3 separate regions of the Mus musculus genome follow, and regions 2 and 3 are each linked to region 1. The links are chromatin contacts, called in public ChIA-PET and promoter capture Hi-C maps. All regions are on one chromosome and are shown on one strand. The core of a region is the stretch at or near the end of the contact, and the rest is flanking DNA. Distances in the headings are between cores, read along the strand shown. Region 1 holds the start of Rnasel (ribonuclease L (2', 5'-oligoisoadenylate synthetase-dependent)). Region 2 overlaps Npl (N-acetylneuraminate pyruvate lyase). Region 3 has its middle 36 kb from the start of Rgs8.

Region 1 (4,967 bases), core at 1,206-3,705:
CTATAGACTATTTATCTATGTTTAATTATGTGTGCAGGTGTGTGGCTTTGTGCCCATGAACGCAGGCGCCTGAAGCTGGGATGAAAGGTGGACATGAGTCGCTCAATGTGGGTTCTGGGAACCGAACTCGGGTCCTCTAGAATAGATGTATTCTTAACAGCGGAACCGCCCTCTCCAGCCTGAATTTCTTTCAGTTTCAAAAGCTTTGCTTTTCCCCGTGGAATTCTATGTCATGGCTAGAATTTGTTGTTTATTAATTCATTTTTGGTGAACATTCAAAATTATGAAATTGGAATTATTAACACAATTCCTAACACAGTCAGTGTCTATAGGAGTTATGGCAAGATTTCCTTAGTTCTTTTAGGGCTAAAATTTATCTTCCAATCTGGAAGGTCTTAGTTAAAGAGACTGTTCAGGGATCCAGGGTCTATGAGGTGTAAATTCAAGGCAGATAGAATGCTTGAAATTGGTCCAGGAGAAGAAAGAGAAGGCCGAAGTTAGGTATCCGATCCTAAGTTAAGTAGTTGATGCTAAGGGTGAGAGATGCAAGGGGCTTAGGTGCTATATTACAGGGTAGAGTTACCTTCAGGGGACAAAGGCAGGCAGGCAAAGCTTGCAGCCTTTCCCCTCACATCTTGGCAGTACCTGGAAGATGCTGCACACTCAAGGGGAGGGGCTTCACCCTTCAGTTACGCCTGCAGGAAATACTCTCAGAGACCCACCCAGAGCCTTTCTCTTTGCTAATATCCTATGCAATCAGGTGACCGCTGAGACTAACTGGCACAGTCACAGATTCAGGCACTGACTTAGACTTTGAGTAAAGCAAGAATCTGTGGATCTTTAAAAAAATTTTTTTTTCTTTTTACATCAAGCACCCATTTAAGGGAGAATTTTCATTTTAGCCATTCACAGGACAGCTCACAGAAAGCATGGAGCAATATTTAGAGCCACACGACTGACTTTAATCTGGTGTCTGCAGGTTGCTAATCAGTATGTTTCTCAATTTCTCAGGCTCTCACTTTGTATTATAAAATGTGACTATAAATAGTATTGGCTTCAGAGAGGTTTTGTGATGACAGAAAATGTGTGAAAAGTGTGTGTTAGACGGCTTGGTGACATGCTCAAAAACAGCAAACACTTGTCTGCGGCAGATACTGCTCTAAATACTCGGCATATGTTAATTCCTGTAATTCCTGTAAGAATCCTATAACATTAAAGACATAGAAGCCAGAGCGTTTATGTGAATCACTCCAATAAATGTAAAGAGATACCAGTCAGCTGGAGCTGCATAGCAGCCAGCCCAGACCACTCACACATTGCAGATAGGAGAAGGTCAACCTTCTACTGGTACAACGTTACAGCACTGGCTTCTACCCAAGTTCCCAGAAGGGTTTGGTAAGCTAAGTGCGAGTCTGGATGTGAGCCGGAAGTCTGATGTTCTTTTTGGTCAAAGGAAGGATCGAGGATACCACAGTGGGAAGTGGTTCAGGAGGAAGAGGGAAAATGCCCTTACATTTGCGTTGGCCGTTTGTTTCCTCTCCGTGTATCCAGTCCAGGTTTCCCACTCACTCCTGTGCCTGCTGTCTACCCTTGGTAAATTATTCCTTCAAAGTTTAAATCCCACCCAGAAGAGATCTTTGGTTCAAGATGGTCCAAGGGAAGTCATGGTTCCTGTCTTAGACTCTCCTGTCATACAGATCTGTCCTCCTCCATGCAGATCTGTCCCAGCATTTGTCCCTCCCCAAAGCAGACAGCTGGTACCAGGTGCCCCTCCCCCCATGCTCACGTGATGTGACAGCTAAAGAATTACTGTGTTTTCTTCACAAGGGGGACTTATACTTCCTGCCCTGGCCTTGATCCAGAGTTGAGTTTTCTGGTGGAATCTGATGGATGCCTTCCTCTGTTAATTACTGGGTCTCTCATCCTTTATGTGTTTATAGTTTAGGATTTTATTATAGGCACATTTTGTATTATAAGTGGCCTCAAATCATTTTTAGAATTGGGCTTTGGAAATCATAAAAAATAAATAAAAAGTAACAAACCAGCGCGCCAGCCTTACCTCTTACAAATCGGTTAGATCTTCAACGACTCCGGGGTCTGCTCTGGGTTGTTTAAAGCTCTTCTCTAGGGAGAAGGTTCCAGGATGCGGGAAATGAAACTTAGCTTTTCAAAACGACCCATTCGGACTAGCTGGTTCTTGTAAGCGGAACCTATTCTCCAACATATCAACTGTGGCTCAACTCTAAATATGAGGGAACACACATACGGGTGAGCAAGACGGCCCTGGCAGCTCCGCTCAGCGGCGGTATGAATTACTTCCCCCAGACACAAACAACCCCATGGAAATCGGCAACAATTAGAGTAGCCATCCCATGACCTTGGGGGAACAAGACACAAACAAGGGAACTGAATGAAGACCAAAAGTAGCTGAACGTCGCCCTCTGCTGGCTAATCTGAGTGATTTCTGCTTTCTGTGGCAAAGCTCCTCTTTGTTCTGTCTGGTTCCTAGAAAACAACAGTGAAAGTGTCCTTCGCGGAATTTCTCTTGCTTCCGAACAGCATCCAGTTGCGCACGAGTCTTTGTTTCCTCGCACCCCAGATCATTCCTGCCACCCCAAGCCTGTCAGGATCACGTATGTAAGCAAGGCTCAGAGGTTTCTGGGCGGAGTTCTTATTTGTTTATGACAGGCAAGCTTCCTGAACACAAGCTAGCTGCTCTGGGTGGGGCGGAGAGCCAGTGTTCTCTAGGAGTCTTTGTCACTTCGTCTGCTCAGGACAAACTAATGTCACCTGCTCTGGGCTGGCACTGGGTGCCTAATTCTAACAGTCTAGGTTAAAGGTAACAGTGTAGGCACTCCAATTAGTAACCCTTCGATGACTCATACGTGACTTGTGGCTCAGGTGGCCGTCAAAAACAGAACAGCTTTAGAGTGCCAGCTCAGAGCTGTGGTGGTCGGACAGCTGGTTAGTTTTTCTCAACTAGATACAAACTGGAAGTCACCTGGAAGAGGGAACCTTAACTGGGGAATTGTCCCCACTAGCTGGGCCTGTTAGCATGTTCCTGGGGGGCATTTTCTTGATTAATAATCAATGTGGGTGGTGTCACCTCTGAGCAGGTGGTCCTCAGTTATAGAAGGAAAACAAGCTGAACAGGCCACGGGGAAAGTCAGTAAACCCCATCCTCCCATAACTCATAAAGGAAACACTTTACTGACTGCCTGCGTCTCAGGGACTCCCATCCCAGTACTCTAACGGCCCCTCCACATCTGCTTAACTCTTCCCTGTGGGGTTTTCATCATAAGATACAGCACAAGATGCAGTTGTTTGGTTCCCCATCTGGCTTCAATGATAACGAAGGCAGGAGCGTCCTTCTCTGTGATGTAGCCCAGTTTCCAAAGCACAGCAAGCTACTTACCCGCTTTGTTCCCTGGATTCTCTAGCTGTAAAGTGGGGGTGAAAAGCAGTAGCTATCACAAGATTTGCATCCCTGGGTTGGTATTTGTGAAGTGCTCAGAACAGTTCCTGAAGTACACTCAAGAGCTATACAAATGTTTTCTGTCCTTAGCATAACTGCTGCCACACCACCACCACCACCACCACCATAATCCTTGTTACTATTATCTGTTCAGGTAGCAAAATAGCACACAGGAAGACAGACCAGAAACGGCGGGATATATCGAGGCACCCACGAAGCCCATAGGAATAGGGACTGCCAGGGACTACTTCATACCTAGAAATCTTATTATACGCCTTTTCTTTTAAATGTACTTAGAGACTCAGCAGGCAAAGGTGCTTGCCAGACAAGCCCGGTGACCTGAGTTTGAGCCCTGGAAGGGTGTACAGGAAGAAGCAGAGAACTGACACCCAAAGTTGTCTTCTGACCTCCATCAGCCTGCCCAAACACACACAGCATGTAATGCACACACACACACACACACACACACACACACACACACACACACACACACACACACACACACACATTCCTTCTCTGCATCAGGAGCAAGCTCTGCCCAGAGCTTTGGAATTTTGTAGTAAGCTACTGTAGTCCAAGCAGCACTTACAGTCATCACTGGCAAAAGACTCTCTGCCTGCCATGTATTAGCTGTGGGATGGTTTGACTATGTGTGATGGTTTGTATATCCTTGGACCAGGGAGTGGCACCATCTGGAGATGTGGCCTTGTTGGAATAGGTGTGACCTGGTTGGAATAGGTGTGTCACTGTGGGTGTGGGCATAAGATCCTCACCCTAGTTGCCTGGAAGTCAGTCTTCCACTAGCAGCCTTTGGATGAAGATGTAGAACTCTCAGATCTGCCTGCACCATGCCTGCCTGGATACTGCCATGCTCCCACCTTGATGATAATGGACTGAACCTCTGAATCTGTAAGCCAGCCCCAATTAAATGTTGTTTTATTAAGACTTGCCTTGGTCATGGTGTCTGTTCACAGCAGTAAAACCCTAACTAAGACACTATGTTTACCCCACAGAGTGGCACTATTAGGAGGTGAGGCCTTGTTGGAGTAGGTGTGTCACTGTGGGCATGGGATTTAAGACCCTCATCCTAGCTACCTGAGAGCAAGTCTTTTCCTAGCAGCCTGAAGATAAAGATGTAGAATTCTCGACTCTTCCTGCACCATGCCTGCCTGGACACTGCCATGCTCCCACCTTGATGATAATGGACTGAATCTCTGAACCTGTAAGCCAGTCCTAATTAAATGTCCTTATAAGACTTGCCTTGGTCATGGTGTGTGTTCACAGCAGTAAATTCTAAGACAAGATGGCTACATAGTAGATTGTGCGTTCATTTCCTTGTTTCCTTCCAAGAACACAGGCGACTTGTGATAACAGAGAAGGCACAAGCCTATCATATCTGTCCTCTGAGGTCAGGGGACAGCCCTTGTCTTCCTCCAGGAGGTGAAGATTGCTCAGGCTGTGCCCGGATTGACGCTGCACCCATGACTTCTGT
Region 2 (4,967 bases), core at 749-3,248, 230 kb before region 1:
AGGATCTGCTGCTATCTCCAGGTAGTCGGTGATAGACGTGGACTCATAAGCTAAACACTTCACCTCCAATGGAGAACTAACGGCTGGCAGGGGGAAGTCCCTACGCGCATTACTGTTTGGTGACCAGAGGTGAAGTCTTTCTGTTAGGTGGTAAGTATGAGCAAGTACTGAAGACCATTTCTTCCTCAGAGGGTTATAGCCTTGGGCTGAGGATCTCTCAGGAGTAAAGGAACAGCGGGACATGCATGAGGCCTTGGGCTTGATCCCGAGCAACGCACAGATACAGACACAGGGACACAAACACGCATGCCCACGCACACACAGTTAAAGTACGTGTAGTTCAGAAGCAGAATATTTGTCCAGAATGCACACAACAAAAGAAAAAAAAAAACCTAGAGGAAAAGTCAGGGAGATAAGACACCTCCCACAGGCTAGGCACTGGGACTACAGCAGGGAGAAGGTGCAGGCAGTTCCTGTCCAGTGCGATTTACTGTCTCCTACCTTCTAATAGAAGATGCAGAGGGTTTGGGATACAGTTCAGTGGCAGACCACTTGCCTAGTATGAGTGACACCTGGGTTCAAGCCCCATTATGGCAAAACTAACCAGTTAAATGAATATGGAGATACAAAGCGGTTGCTATATATGCCTAGAGTTTATGCTATAGCCTAGGCTGCCTAACCCCACCAGCAACCACTCATGGCAGTCTTTCTGTTTTAGCCTATCAAATTTTCTTATTCTTCCATGGGGCTGGAGAGACGGCTCAGCACTTAAGAGCACTGACTGCTCTTCCAGAAGTCCTGAGTTCAATTCCCAGCAACCACATGGTGGCTCATAACCATCTGTAATGGGATCTGATGCCCTCTTCTGGTGTGTCTGAAGAGAAATATGCAGAAAATAAATAAAAATTTCTCTCTCTCTTTTTTTTTAAAGAGAATCTTAAAAAGAAGAAGAAGGGGGCTGGTGAGATGGCTCAGTGGTTAAGAGCGTCGACTGCTCTTCCGAAGGTCCCAAGTTCAAATCCCAGCAACCACATGGTGGCTCACAACCATCCGTAATGAAATCTGATGCCCTCTTCTGGAGTGTCTGAAGACAGCTACAGTGTACTTACATATAATAAATAAATAATTCTTTTTTTTTTTTTTTTTTTTTTTTTTGGTTTTTCGAGACAGGGTTTCTCTGTATAGCCCTGGCTGTCCTGGAACTCACTTTGTAGACCAGGCTGGCCTCGAACTCAGAAATCCACCTGCCTCTGCCTCCCAAGTGCTGGGATTAAAGGCGTGCACCACCACGCCCGGCTTAATAAATAATTCTTTAAAAAAAAGAAGAAGAAGAAGAAGAAGAAGAAGAAGAAGAAGAAGAAGAAGAAGAAGAAGAAGAAGAAGAAGAAGAAGAAGAAGAAGAAGAAGAAAGAAGAAATCTCATGCAGCCTAGACTGACCCAATCCACCTGTCTCTACAGAAAATTACAGGCGTGTGTGCCACAGCTCATTTTATCAACTCTTCTTTTAAGTCTAAGAGCCTCTATATAAATAAGGTGATGTGAATGACTGATGAAGGCTGAGGTAATGGGATGGCTTGCTTTGGAGCAATTTTAACTGCCTCATCAGTGAGCTGTCTAGTCCAGTAAGGTGGGATGGAGAGCGTTTTTTGTGTATTTGTTCTGTTTTTCAAGACAGAGTTTCTTTGTGGAGCCCTGGCTGTCCTGGAACTCATTCTATAGACCAGACTGGCCTCAAGAGATCCACCTGCCTCTGCCTCCTGAGTGCTGGGATTAAAGGTGTGACAACACTATCAGGCATAGTAGAATTTCTTGATGGAAGGCTTAGGATGGGGAAGCTGGAGAAAATATTAAAAAAAAAAAAACAAAAACAATACTTGGGTTTTGGACAAATGGCTCAGGGGAGGAAGACTGGTCCTTCTTTCATTTCCTCTGTTCACAGAGCTTCTCACGACCATCTCTAACTCCAGTCCCAGGGAATCTGATGTCCTCTTCTGACATCCATGGTCACCAGACACCCACGTGGTGTAGACATACATGCAAGGAAGTTACTTGCAGTCATACACATAAAATAAATAGAATTGAAACCATACTTACTCTTTACCCCGGTCATGGAAGGCATGTGGTAGTAATAAAATGGCAAAGTAGGAGCTGCGGCTGCCACCTCTCTCAGGAAGCTTATCAGGGCATCTGAAAAAATAGGAGTCACGTGAACACGAATGAGACAAGTGGCTTTTCTGCATTAGGAAATGGTTCAGTGAGATGCAGACAGCTGAAAAGCTGAAATTCCTGACCACCCTACCGTTCAACTACACAACTAAACATCCCTGTGCCTTAAGTTTTATCTTTTCTTTTGCAGAAAGGTCAAAATAAGGGGGCTGGAGAGATGGTCCAGAAATGACAAGCACCTGCTGAGGATCCAGGTCTGACTTCTATGCTCACACAGTGGCTCACAACCATCTATTCCAGTCCTGGAGGATCTGACACGGTCTGCTGGTCTCTGAGGGAACCAAGCATGCCTGTGTGGTTCAGGTTCAGATATATGTGCAGACCACACACACACACACACACACACACACACACACACACACACACACACAAATAAAACTGAAAAATATGATAATTGTTTTCCTACCACACTAGTATACCATTAAAAAACTGGCTCTCACTGGGCCGAGTGGGGCACACCTTTAATCCCAACACTCAGACTTGGGAAGCAGAGGCAGGGGAGCATCTGTGAGTTCAATAGCTTGATACACTAGCAAGTTCCTAGCTAGCCAGTGCTACATAGTAAGACCCTTTCTCAAAAAAATAAATGAATCAATAAATAAATGTAAAAATAAAAAATAAAACATAAAAAAAGAAAGAAAGAAAAAGAGAAAAGAGCCAGGCAGTGGTGGCACACACCTTTAATCCCAGCACTTGGGAGGCAAAGGCAGGTGGATTTCTGAGTTCCAGGCCAGCCTGGTCTACAGTGAGGTCCAGGACAGACAGGGAGATACAGTGAAACCCTGTCTCAAAAAAAACAAAAAACCAAAAGAAAAAGAGAAAAGGTTCCAGGGAGGCTAGGAAATGGCCCAGTCAGTACCTGCTTCTCGAACAGGCAGAAAGACCTGAGCTCAGATCCTTGGCGCCCAGTAAAAAGCAGGCGTAACGGTGTGTGCCTGTCATACTTGCTCTGACAAGTAGACACAGGTGGATCCTTGGCTAGTCAGTGAACTCCAGGCCAGTGACAGAGGAACCCTGTCTCAAAAAATATTTTGGATGGTAAAAAAGGAAAATACCTGAAGTCAGCTTCTGGCTTCCACATGTAAATGCACACACACACACACACACACACACACACACACACACACACACACACGGACTAAGGGTGTAGCTCAGATGTAAGTGTATACATGTCATACCCAAGGACTGGGTTTGATCACCATCATGGTGGGGGTGGAGAACAAGGCACATACTTTCCCATTAGTAGAAGATGATCATCACATATTACCAAGAAAACGACATGGAGGACTCCCGTCCTTTTACCCCAGGAGGACTACATGACAACAACAGAGACTATGCACCAGAGTCACAGCCAAGAAGCTAGAACTCAGACAGTTCTACAAAAGCAGAGACATCAGCTTCAAGAGGGAGGTTATAGCCGGGCCTGGCAGTGTAGGCCTGTGATCCCAGCTTCCAGGGAGACTGAGGCAGGAGGATCAGAAGTTCAAGGCCTGGGGCCCGTGGGAAGGCTACACAGGTAAAAGTACTTGCAGCTCAAGCCTGACAACCTGAGTTTGATCCCCGAGATCCACAAAGGAGAGAGTGGAGTCTTGAAAGTTCTCATCCCCTCATCTCTAGACTCAACTGTGGCTATGTGCATTCATGTGGGGTGTATGCACGTGTACACACACACACACACACACACACACACACACACACACACACACACACGCTTCGTGCTGCACATCTGGGCAATGAAATAAATAAATTCAGGGCCAGCCTGAATATCTTAGACATTTTCTCAAACATTTAAAAAAGAGAGGGGGAAAATTCTGGCCCAGAATAGTTCAGACCCTGAGTTCAATCGCTAGTGCTTAAAAGGCTTTATTTTTATTTTTATTTTTATTTATTTTTTTAAGTTTTTTTTTTTAGATTTATTTATTGGTTATATGTAAATACACTATAGCTGTCTTCAGACACTCCAGAAGAGGGAGTCAGATCTCATTACGGATGGTTGTGAGCCACCATGTGGTTGCTGGGATTTGAACTCCGGACTTCGGAAGAGCAGCCGGGTGCTCTTACCCATTGAGCCATCTCACCAGCCCCTTTTATTTTTATTTAAAAAACAAAACAAAACAAAACAAATAGTGTTAGGCATGGTGGCACACTTCTTTAATCCCAGCACTTGGAAGGCAGAGGGAGGTGGATCTCTGTGAGTTTGAAGCCAGCCTGGTGTACAAAGAGAGTTGCAGAACAGCCAGGGCTACACAGAGAAACCTTGTCTCCAAAAAACAAACAAACAAAAAAAGCATGTGTGTGAGGGATAAGAGTAGTGACTGGCATCATTGGGCACTTTCCCCCTTTTCAGATGGATCTGGACAGAGCAGAAGCCTGCCTCTGGTTTACTGAGGTAGTGGGAGTCCTCTGGTTACCAAGTCAACCAAGCACTACTCAGAGATCTAGAGCTGGCTGACACTACATGACACCCAAAAGCAGGACAATGTTATATGTCATACCTTCTTTTTTCTTTAAAAAAAAAAAAGTTTTTTTTTAAGACTGTAGCTGTCTTCAGACACACCAGAAGAGGGCATCAGATCTCGTTACAGATGGTTGTGAGCCACGATGCACGATGTGGTTGCTGGGAATTGAACTCAGAACCTCTGAAAAAGCAGTCAGTGCTCTTAACTGCCGAGCCATCTCTCCAGCCCCTGTGTCATAATTTATGTACTGTGCAAAAATGTTCAGCACACAGGAAAATTGT
Region 3 (4,967 bases), core at 1,192-3,691, 130 kb before region 1:
ATGAAATTCTTTCCCAAGGACAGGCAGCCCCAGCTTACTGCAATTAAGTCAAAATTGCAAACACCAAGCTGCGTAGAAGCCACCCGCAGCAGTGATGCACCCAGACGGTAAGAACCCTGAGCAGAGATGGAGAGGGCTCAGTGAGTAAGATCACTGACCAACCTGGGCATGGTGGCCTCACCTTTAATTCCAGTACTTGAGAGGTGGAGACAAGCAGAGCTCTGTGAGTTTGAAGCTAGCTGGGTCTACATAGTGAGTTCCAGGACAGCCAGGGCTCCATAGTGAGATCCTTTTAAAACCAAAACCAAACCCAAACCAAAAGAAACCAGCAGAGCTGTTCTTGTGGAGGCTCTGGGTTTGATTCCCAGAACCACATGGGGACTCACAACTATCTGTAACTCTAGTCTCTGGGGCTCTGATGCTCCACTCCCCCCTCCCCCCAACCAGACGCTCACTCAGCAGGTATGTGTTGTACAGACATACACACACGAGGGACATCCATACAGGAAGGAAGGGAGGAAAGGAGGAAGGAAGGATGAAGGATGCAGGAAGGAAGGATACACAGGAACTCCTAGTGGTTTCAGAAGCAGAGGCAGATGTTACCTTGTAACTAAGTGTTCACAACTTATTCATGATTTCTTCCACCCTGCACCGTTTGAAATGTGTATACATAAATGTTTTTCGTAAATTGCTAGTTTAACGTTTTGATAATGGAGTCATGCTATTTTATTTTAAAAGCTCAACCAGCGTATCCTTCTTTTACCTGCAATAATGGAGCTTGGTTGAGTCTTATTGCATTAATGAGTGGCCCATCTCACTAGCATTTCAGGGACGCATTCTATCAACTGAGTTTCCCCCTCCCCCAAGTGTGTGTGTGTGTGTGTGTGTGTGTGTGTGTGTGTGTGTGTGTGTTGGAGAGCAACATGCTGGTAAAGGAGAGACATTTTGTAGGAGACTGACTGCCAAAGTTAACTTCAGCATGTTACGTAGTGATGTGTGCAGTGTGTCATGGGCAGTGTGTGAGGTCAGAGGATAACTTACAGGACTTGGTTCTCCCCACTCCCACCTCAGCAGCCAAGCCGCAGCCTCTGCCCGGGTCTTCCTTGATTTCAAATACTTTTGAAAAGTATTAAGTTTTGGTGTGACTGGTTGGGTGACACCTAGAGACACCTTCCAGAGGGCCAGAAGCTTCCTGGCACACAGGAACGTGACTGAGAGACACGCGGAGTAGTCCACACTATTCCTGTCTCAGCTTGCCTTCAGCAAGTCCCTAAAATGCCCTTTCCCTAGGTGCAGAAAACCACTCTTCTTTCCTTGGCTCTTGACAGCATGGCTGAAATGGCAGCTGTGGCCATTTCAGTCATTCTGGGTGATGGAGACTAAAGCATGCCCAACAAAAGTAGAGATAAGAGAAGCATCCTTTGAGAGGGGAAGTGGGAGAGAGTAATTTTGATGGCATCCTTAGATCCAGTTATAACCAGCATTGAAGTTAGCTTTTCAGTTACACGAGCTCTTCCCTTTTCCCTTCTCTTCAGGTCATCCCAACTCCTAGAACCTGGTGCGTGGTAGGCACTAAATAAGTATTTGTGAAATGCAGGAGCAACGTGAGCTGTTAATCTAATTTTTAAAAAAGATTTATCTCTTTATTATATGTAAGTACACTGCAGCTGTCCTCAGACACACCAGAAGAGGGCGTCAGATCTCATTACAGATGGTTGTGAGCCACCATGTGGCTGCTGGGATTTGAACTCAGGACCTCTGGAAGAGCAGTCTGTGCTCTTAACCACTGAGCTATCTCTCCAACCCCCTAATTCTTTATTCTTTAAATTTTTATTATTATGATGTGTGTGTGTGCAGATGTGTTATTATGGCCTGTATGTGAGAGGCAGAGGACCATGAGTAGAAATCCATTCTATCCATTCTCTCCTTCCTCCATAGGAATACTAGGGATCAAGCTCACATCACTCAGTGTCACATTGCCAGTGCTGGCTCTGTTACTTCAAAGCAGAGGAGTTCTTACTAAATCAAGAGGATTAAAAGTATAAATACATGTGCACGTAGGTGTGGAAGTATATATATATATGTACATATTTATGTGTATATACAATTATAACCATGTGTGATGGTGACTCTTGATTGTCATCATAACTGGATTTAGAATCACCTAGGAGATATGTCTCTGTGACCAGACAACACACACTTCTTTCTGTCGCCAACGCTCTAATTGAGCTGCTGTAGTCTAACTTGTCACGACGGACTAACTCTCCAACTGCAAGCCAGAAGAAGTCCTTCCTTCCTTAAGTTGCTTTTCTGCACAAAGTGAGAAAAAAGTAACCAATAAGCCAAGGTGGAACTGAAGTGCTACCAAGCAGTGCTCGATGTTTTCTGTTGATAAGCTCACAGGACGGAGCAGAGAGGGAACCCCAGAACAGGAAGGATGCACTGGGCATGCGCAGAACTCAGAAGTGCTGTGGTCCTCCTGCCTGTCAAATGATGGTCACGGGCACAATGTTGAACAGACCGAGTGGGTTTTGGAAACTTTAGAACTTTTTGGTAGCCACAAAGGAACCAATGGAAGATTGAGAAGGAGGTGAGGTGTTACCCGTTACACAGTTTCAGCAGCAAACCGGAAGCTTCTACCTTAACTGTTATACACTCCTACATAGTAGGGACTCAAGACCACATAGCACATTAGACAAGATGTTTAGTGAAAGAGCTTTCGAATTTATGCCATGTAGGCCACTTTTATGACTAGTCATTTTCCGATGATGGTCTGTGGTTAGACACAGTCATTCTCAAAAACATATTTGTAATTTCTGGTACTCTAAAATAGAAATGTGTAGGCCCAAGGGAAGACAACGGAAGCAAAAGAAGAAAAATCTAGAGAAAGCTTTTTGGTGTAGATCTGTTGTTTTTTTAAAGATGAGTTTAATAAAAAAATATTTAAGTATTAATCATATATTTAGTATTGTGAATAAAGTATTTAAGTGTTTACCAGTATTAAAGTGATCAAATAAATTCAAAGAGACATGCCTTTCAGAAGAGACAGGAATTGAGTGAGCAGTTCAGAAACTGGAGTCTGTTATGAAAACTGGCTGGCACCATTTGTTGAAAATGCTGTTTTTTTTCCCACTGGATGGTTTTTGCTCCCTTGTCAAAGATCAAATGACCATAGGTGTGTGGGTTCATTTCTGGGTCTTCAATTCTATTCCATTGGTCTACTTGTCTGTTGCTATACCAGTACCATGCAGTTTTTATCACAATTGCTCTGTAGTACAGCTTTAGGTCAGGCATGGTTTTTCCACCAGAGGTTCTTTTATTGTTGAGAAGAGTTTTTGCTATCCTAGGTTTTTTGTTATTCCAGATGAATTTGCAGATTGTCCTTTCTAATTTGTTAAAGAATTGAGTTGGAATTTTGATGGAGATTGCATTGAATCTGTAGATTGCTTTTGGCAAGATAGCCGTTTTTACTATATTGATCCTGCCAATCCATGAGCATGGGAGATCTTTCCATCTTCTGAGATCTTCTTTAGTTTCTTTCTTCAGAGACTTGAAGTTCTCATCATACAGATCTTTCACTTCCTTAGTTAGAGTCACGCCAAGGTATTTTATATTATTTGTGACTATTGAGAAGGGTGTTGTTTCCCTAATTTCTTTCTCAACCTGTTTATCCTTTGTGTACAGAAAGGCCATTGACTTGTTTGAGTTAATTTTATATCCAGCTACTTTATTGAAGCTGTTTATCAGGCTTAGGAGTTCTCTGGAGGAATTTTTACGGTCACTTATATATACACTATCATATCATCTGCAAAAAAGTGATATTTTGACTTCTTCCTTTCCAATTTGTATCCCCTTGATCTCCTTTTGTTGTCGAATTGTTCTGGCTAGGACTTAATTTGCTAAACACATGAAACTCAAGAAGAATGAAGACCAAAGTGTGGACACTTTGCCCCTTCTTAGAATTGGGAACAAAGCACCCATGGAAGGAGTTACAGAGACACAGTTTGGAGCTGAGAGGAGAGAATGGACCATCTAGAGATTGCCATATCTGGGGATCCATCCCATAATCAGTCTCCAAACGCTGACACCATTGCATACACTAGCAAGATTTTGCTGAAAGGACCCAGATATAGCTGTCTCTTGTGAGACTATGCCGGGGCCTAACAAACACAGAAGTGGATGCTCACAGTCAGCTATTGGATGGATCACAGGGGCCCCAATGGAGGAGCTAGAGAAAGTACCCAAGGAGCTAAAGGGATCTGCAACCCTATAGGTGTAACAACAATATGAACTACCCAGTACCCCCCAGAGCTCGTGTCTCTAGCTGCATATGTATCAGAAGATGGCCTAGTCGGCCATCAGTGGAAAGAGAGGCCCATTGGTCGTGTAAACTTTATCTGCCTCAGTACACGGGAACACTAGGGCCAAGAAGTGGGAGTGGGTGGGGGACTTTTTGGATAGCATTGGAAATGTAAATGAAATAAATATTTTTTTTTAGGCTCTCCGCTTATGAGTTTATTATTTTTACCATTCAAAAGAAAGTTCTGGATTTACGGCCTCCCCTTCTAGCCATTTAGCTCTCGGATGCTGAGAGAGTGGGCTGAGGGCATAGATCAATTCACATCTAGGGGTTTTGGTCATTGGGGTCACACTTGATCATAACTTTCAGCCCCACTCCCTTTTTGGCTGTTTCAAAGGCTTCAACTGCCTTCTCCAGGGGGAATCTGTGGGTAACTAAGGGCTTTACATTCAACGTCTTTGATGCAAGCATGGAAATTGCCATCGGCCACGTGTTGCAGTATCGAAACACGCCTTTGATATCCACTTCCCGAATGGCTGCGTGCACCAGGGGTAAATTGACCATCTCGGCGCCCATTCCCACAATCACCAAGGTCCCACCAGAGTGAGTGGCATAGATGCCCGTCTGGATGGAGGACTCGGCTCCTGTGCACTCAATGGTAACCTCC

The links. Promoter capture Hi-C pulls out the DNA fragments that hold promoters and counts their contacts. ChIA-PET counts read pairs in DNA pulled down with a chosen protein or histone mark.
Region 2: a promoter capture Hi-C map of the HPC-7 cell line shows a contact between it and region 1. The contact joins the enhancer-like site here to the promoter of Rnasel in region 1. A contact is called at or near these places in 25 of 39 promoter capture datasets (the 3T3-L1 cell line, 3T3-L1-derived adipocytes, the C10 cell line and 16 more), 2 of 15 datasets of contacts at CTCF or cohesin (large pre-B cells and pro-B cells), 30 of 484 Hi-C or Micro-C datasets (B cells, the Ba/F3 cell line, the G1E-ER4 cell line and 12 more), 31 of 115 datasets of contacts at active chromatin or transcription factors (the 230-238 cell line, CD8 T cells, the HPC-7 cell line and 18 more) and 5 of 9 other capture datasets (adipose tissue, embryonic stem cells, liver and 2 more).
Region 3: a contact with region 1 is called in an RNA polymerase II ChIA-PET map of effector CD8 T cells, with 186 read pairs. The contact joins the enhancer-like site here to the promoter of Rnasel in region 1. A contact is called at or near these places in 18 of 39 promoter capture datasets (3T3-L1-derived adipocytes, the C10 cell line, the HPC-7 cell line and 11 more), 9 of 484 Hi-C or Micro-C datasets (the C10 cell line, CD8 T cells, the HPC-7 cell line and 5 more), 22 of 115 datasets of contacts at active chromatin or transcription factors (the 230-238 cell line, CD8 T cells, the HPC-7 cell line and 16 more) and 5 of 9 other capture datasets (adipose tissue, embryonic stem cells, liver and 2 more).

What each region holds. Positions count from the first base shown.
Region 1 is chr1:153,746,971-153,751,937 of GRCm38.p6, forward strand. Rnasel (ribonuclease L (2', 5'-oligoisoadenylate synthetase-dependent)) reads left to right here and starts at 2,456. Exons shown (of 9, transcript NM_011882.2): 1 at 2,456-2,637; 2 at 4,889-4,967.
Region 2 is chr1:153,516,788-153,521,754 of GRCm38.p6, forward strand. It overlaps Npl (N-acetylneuraminate pyruvate lyase), which reads right to left. Exons shown (of 12, transcript NM_028749.1): 7 at 2,096-2,188. Among named protein-coding and RNA genes, the nearest start is that of Npl, 30 kb to the right of the region's middle. Within about 2 kb of position 1,999, at least 2 of the 459 cell types and tissues checked have an H3K27ac peak or open chromatin away from gene starts, as enhancers often do. A contact at or near this core is called in the HPC-7 cell line, where this site is marked.
Region 3 is chr1:153,614,975-153,619,941 of GRCm38.p6, forward strand. It overlaps the pseudogene Gm6652. Among named protein-coding and RNA genes, the nearest start is that of Rgs8, 36 kb to the right of the region's middle. Within about 2 kb of position 2,442, at least 30 of the 459 cell types and tissues checked have an H3K27ac peak or open chromatin away from gene starts, as enhancers often do. A contact at or near this core is called in the 230-238 cell line, CD8 T cells, Th1 cells and 7 more, where this site is marked.